2 separate regions of the Rattus norvegicus genome follow, and region 2 is linked to region 1. Evidence: chromatin contacts called from public Hi-C data. All regions are on one chromosome and are shown on one strand. The core of a region is the stretch at or near the end of the contact, and the rest is flanking DNA. Distances in the headings are between cores, read along the strand shown. Region 1 overlaps Cobl (cordon-bleu WH2 repeat protein). Region 2 has its middle 14 kb from the start of Trnar-ucu6.

Region 1 (2,974 bases), core at 105-2,604:
GTTCAGTATACCCTTTTCTGCTTGCTTCTTTATTCTTTTGTTGGATGGAGTCCTTGAAATGTGGTGAATAACTCTAGAACAGTGTGTCCAACTCACAAATCCTGAGAACGTTAGGTGTCACTTAAAATACTTCCCGCTTTAGGAAACATTTTTTTTCATATTCCTAAGTAAGTTAACTAGCATCAAAGCACAGCCTTTTGAAAAAGCCAACAGAAGGCAGATGTGAAGTTTCCTAGGCCGAAGAATAAGCTCTTCCCTTTGCCAGCCATTGGCATACCTACCTAGAGTTAAGGTTCGTTTCTGTGAGCCATGAAGTCAGCTCCTTTGCGGTCAAAAATCTTGCAGATTCTGCACAGATGAATGCCATAGATGATGAAGAAAATGAATGCCACAGATGATGAGTGAGCTCCGTAGCCCACCCCCCCAAACCTCCTGTTACCAAGTTTGTCCTCAACATGACTACGTGTGAATGGTTCTTAACGTGATTTTTAAGAGCAGGAGACTAATAGCTCTCTGCTCTGCATTCTTTAATCTGATTCGTATTAATTAAGCTTTCTTATTTCCCATTAGATATCTACTTACACATGCAAGCGCTTCATGGGCATGCCTAAGCCAATAACACTGTGTGCATTTGGATTCTGCTTCATAGCTTTCTAACCAGCTCCCATTCTGCCAGCATTCGAGAATCTGCTCTCACGAATCACTTTCGTGGAACCATCCCATGAGTTGCACTGAACTGTTTGTTTTCAGGATTTACAGTACAGTCATAATTGGGCTATTAATGGCTCATCCGTTACTTATTTCAGAAGACCCTGGGGATTTGCAGATAGAGCACATGGAGCTCATGCTAAAGCATTGCTTTACGGTTTTTTAAAAAAATCATTCATTGACTATCATGTTTGAACACATTTTCTGTACATAATTTGGGGAAATAAGTCTTTCTCAGGATATATGTTTATAGGGGTTCTGGCAAAGAATTATAACAGCATTGGAAAAAAAAAATGAGGCCATTTTCTCTTAGCCTTGGCAACCACCGTAGCGTTATTTCTAGCATTCACTTCTGGGTCTTCTGGATAAGGTCATTTGTAGAATTCTCTTTTAAATTTGAATAGAAGCCCTATTCTAAAACATGCTAAGGGAAATTATAAACCGGGGTTGGGGGGGTGGGAGGGTGGGGGCGGAAAGATCAGAGAAAACGATTAGCATTTTTTAATTGAAAGTTGGTAATTTGAGTTTGATCGGATGCAAAATTAAGAATAATAATTCACACTTCAGGCGAGTGACTCAGCACAGAGGCTGAGAGCAGAGAGATTCGGAGCACACCCTGGCAGTTTGCAGATGCCTGCGTGCAATCTAAGTGCACTTTAGGAGCCAATGCTCACAAAGGGCTGCTGGCGGGTGACAGCTACAGCCTGAGCAGAGAGCCTGAAGCCTGTGAGATGGGGCAGTGTTTTTTTTTTTTTGGCAGACACCCTTAAATTTGGGTCAGTGCTCCTAAGTCACCTAATCTCTTGTTCTAAAATTCAGTCCCCCACCCCACCCCCAATTAAATATGTCTGCTTTTTAAAACAAACCTATTAATTGCCAAGCTCCTTAAAGTCTGCCACCGGGTAGAGATAGGAGCAAGCACAGAGACGCCCCTCGCCCTTTTCTCCTATTGATTTGTTTCTTTCCCGATCATGGAAGGGAGCTGGCTACACAGCTGCTCCTGCTGCCATGGGAAAAGGCAGAGCATCCAGGCAAACAGGAAATGGATCCTGAGCGAATAGCCTTTTCCATAAAACAGCAGGAAATTATTGACTGTGGGAGAGTCTGTCCCTGACTACATCTTCAGCTTGTTATTTTTGTACCCTGGACGTTATTATCCCCACCTAGAACTAATATCGGATGCTCTTTAAAATAGAAGTAAGGAAAGCCACAGTCTGTGCAGAGCCCCCGAAGAAAAAGGAAATTTAGAAACTTAATTCTCCTTGCTAATTATTTTTAGCCCTTCATGTCCCTGACTTGAAAGAGATTTAAAGGGTTGGGTGGCAATGCAGTGAAACCGGCCTGTGCCAGCTCATGAAATCAGACTGTTCAAGTTTCAAGAAATGTATAAGCAAATTGCTAGATAGAATTATTAATAAAAAATGGAAGGAGTGAAATTTTTCATTTTTTATTAATTCTTTGAGGATTTCATACAACGCTGTTTGATCATATTCATCTCATCCCCTAACACCTCTCAAATCTTCCCCTTTCCTTACCCACCACAATTTGTGTCTTCTTTTTGTCATTTTTAAACCCATCAAGTACAGTTTCTATTGGCTGTACAGTCTTAGATTTGTGGCATTCTGTTGGGGTATAGTTGCCCTACCAGAGGTTATGCCTTTAATACTGATTCTCCCTCTCCCAGCAGTTGCCCATAACTCCTTAGCTAGGAGTGGGACTTCATGCCACGTCCATCCTCCCCGTGCTGGGATGTGGTCTGGGTTGATGTCTGGGTTGATCTTGCACAGGTTTTGTGCATGCAGTCACAACAACTATGAGTTCATATGTGCAACTGTCCTACTGTGTCTGGGAAAGTTTTCTTTTAGCTGTATATACCTCTGCCTCTTAAAGTCTTTTATTCCTTTTTCTACTGTGATCCTTGAGCTTTCAGAGGAAACAGTGCGCAGACGTTCCACGGGGGGCTAAGAGGATTTTTCAAAAGGGATCGTAAGAAGCTAGAGGGAAATAATGGACAGGAAGGAATAAATAGGGTGAGGAACGGGAAGGGCAGGGTAGAGGAGGGGATATAGGGATGGAGAACAATACTAAAGATATTTTAGTAAAGTCATGTGAAACCTACTGCTTCTTAAAATATACACGTACACAAATATAATGACTCTAAGTGGAATTACTCCATAACAGAGCAGTAACGCAATCATTATATATCATATGCTTACAGATAAAAAGCCTAGTGCCATGTATGGATTACTACTACTCTTGGAGTTGT
Region 2 (2,864 bases), core at 136-2,635, 230 kb before region 1:
GGCTGCACCACGCCGAAATTGAACAGTAGTGGATAATCACAAGGAGAAACAGGCGTATGAGCAAGCCAACAAATGAATAGTCTAAGACACTTGTGACAATGCAAAATAATACTCAAAAGCAATTAACCAGTTGGGGTGCCTCTTGTCCAAAAGTCTCAAAGATGATTGATTGATTGATTGATTGATTGTTGTGTTGTGATAGGGATTTAAATAGATGTCCTTTGGGCTCCAACATTCAGTGACTCCCAAATGGCTGTTGGGAGTTCAGGAGACGGATGAATAAATGTTGGCAAGTAATCTAAGAGACAAATAGGGGAAAACAAGGAGCACAGAATGTCTCCCTTTAGAGAAAGAAGAACTAGCAACTGCAAGGCCCTGGGTTCGGTCCCCAGCTCAAACAAACAAACAAACAAACAAAAAAAGAAAGAAAGAAAAGAAAAAGAAATAGAGAAAGAAGAAAGATGAAGCCTGAAGCAACAGGCATGCTCGGCAGAGAACCTGAAGAATGCTTGCTCAGTGAGGCTGGACCTTTGCCTCTGTGTCCTAGTCTTGGTTGGAAACACTGTTGCCTGGCACTAGAATGAGAAGCCCGGGAAGTTCCCCCTGGCTGCCTTTAGGGAAATCAAAGTAAGTAAATTAACACAAAACATTATTCCTGTGTCCTTTTGCCAAACAGGCATGAGATACTGGCTTTCCCAAAGCAATGAAAAAACTGAGAAATGGAAACATATCATTGAGTACTGAACAGATTTCAGTAAATTATTTAGGCCCCACTTACTGCCGAGTCCTACACAGTTACTTGTCCGTGACCTATTTGTTCAGTCGTGTGTCGTTTTCTTCCCTACCCATTTAGACGCTCTTTGCACAGCTTCAACTTCTCAGGGAAACATTAGAGTAGACACGTCGCTACTCTTTAGGTCCAGCAAGTGTCTATTTCGACCACCCAGTGAGTCCCAGAAGCTGTAGAGCCCTCAAGGTTTTTGCGTTTCAGGCGAAAAAGGCACATGGCTTTCCTTACAGGGCCAAATTGCTGATCTAGAAGGTGATTTACCCTTGGGCTTGGGGGAAAGCAATAAGGCTTGCTTGCTACACTACAGTCTGTGGTTTTCTTAGGCAATCATTGCCCTCGGTCTGCTGTATTTTATCTCAGTCACCACTAGATGGAAGTGGTTTCCACAGATTTGTTTCTAAAGGGTTCTGCAGCAAGCCTTTTTACTGACTCAAGCTCAGGCAGTCTAGGGAGCTGCGTAGGGAACCCTGCTAGCTTTTCTCAGAGGATGGGATAGAGCCAAGCAGAACAGCCATTCCGTGGCTCACCTTCCTTCTCTACCTCGACCCCACCGGAGAGAGCTGCCCTGGAAACCAAGCTGCGAAAGGGGGTGGGGGGACCACAGGGGAGCAAACTGTGCAGCTGTCCACGCCCCCCCACCCCCCGCCCGAGCCATGCTGTTTCCATGGTGCCGCTCACACAGGATAACATGGATAGCATGCTGCCCTTCAGAAACCCTCAGAAGTTGGTGCAAATTTTGATGGCCTTGAGGCTTGGGCATGACTGTACACAAGGCCTACCTGAGCTAATGTAGCCAAAATGTGTCCTCAAAGACGGCCTCCCACATAACCTCAGCAGTCTCTGCTCCAGCTTCAGACGCTTTGCAAACCATATAGTCCTGTGTCTGTCCCTCAGGCTGTCAATTCCCAGCATCCCTTTTGACTTTCTTTCCCTGTTCATTGTCTCTCTGACTGCCCATCATCTTCATTTCTCTGACCTTGGCTAGGGTTCACGTTTGATAAAGGGCTTATTGTCCCCCATTCTGACCTACCCCTCTCTCTGGTGTGTGTGTGTGTGTGTGTGTGTGTGTGTGTGTGTGTGTGTGTGTGTGTGTATGCACGAGTGCGAGCGTGCATGAGTGCATATTGCTAGGTATTGCGCCAGGGCCTTGTACATACTGGACAAATGCTTTACCACTCAGTTATATAGACAGATCTTCTTCAGTTTTGGTATTGTCATAGACCAACTATGCCTCTCCTATTGAGTCCACACTTGAAAATGCTGTTCTAGGCATCTGTAGACTTATTTGAAGGGAAGATGAAAACAGGGGCTATATGTTCTGTGCCCACAGCAGACATTAGTAGTTGCTCTTCACTCAGCCCAAGGTAGGCTTCACCCGGTCCAAGTGCCCTCATTAATACATCAGACTTGATACCACGGAGACTGGCTACTGCAACCTAAGAGCACTTCTTAGCTAAAGAATAGTCCCATTTCTGTGACCCAAAAGTGGTTTAACACCCTTGCTTTGATAAATGTGTTTCTGGTGATGGATGGCCTCATCATAAAACACAGGTAAGCATTTCTCTACCAGCACAGTTTAGGCACATTTTGAATGCATCCCATTCAGACAGTAGTCTATTTCAATTGGTCGATTTAGTAGGCACACAGACTAAGCTTAGAAACAGAGAGAAGTGAGCCAGGAAAATGAAGGTATGAGGTTCCAGGAAGTGACATCAGCCAGGGTAGGAAGTATATTACTAAGTAGCGGAGAAGTAAGCTTCTGCAAGAAACACCAGGAGAGCAGGAGAGCTTCTGGGTGACTTTGGAGAGGATGGAGATTGAGCAAGGCAAACACTCTGTCTCACTGGATGCCTGGCACCCTAAGCCCAGCAATCACTGATTTTCAGTGAATGTAAATCCTCTGAATATCAGTCATCAGTGTCCAATAACTCATCATTGAGTAGTGAAAACAAAAACATCCCACTTATTGCTTGTCTTCAGTTTTGAATTTCAGGCTCTCTCCATTCTGTTAGGCTGTTGGGGTTATCCCCAGTCACCCTTTTGTTCTTTGCAGCTTGTTATTTGATTGTTATTA

Evidence for each region. Hi-C and Micro-C count contacts between places; a contact is called where the count stands out from the background.
Region 2: a Hi-C map of Schwann cells shows a contact between it and region 1, with 8 times the contacts expected there. The contact joins two enhancer-like sites. A contact is called at or near these places in 8 of 12 Hi-C or Micro-C datasets (the A7r5 cell line, Schwann cells, frontal cortex and 5 more).

The regions. Positions count from the first base shown.
Region 1 is chr14:91,107,676-91,110,649 of GRCr8, reverse strand. All of the region lies in intron 9 of Cobl (cordon-bleu WH2 repeat protein), which reads left to right. Among named protein-coding and RNA genes, the nearest start is that of Cobl, 170 kb to the left of the region's middle. Within about 2 kb of position 1,354, at least 21 of the 93 cell types and tissues checked have an H3K27ac peak or open chromatin away from gene starts, as enhancers often do.
Region 2 is chr14:91,336,397-91,339,260 of GRCr8, reverse strand. No RefSeq gene overlaps it. Among named protein-coding and RNA genes, the nearest start is that of Trnar-ucu6, 14 kb to the left of the region's middle. Within about 2 kb of position 1,385, at least 17 of the 93 cell types and tissues checked have an H3K27ac peak or open chromatin away from gene starts, as enhancers often do.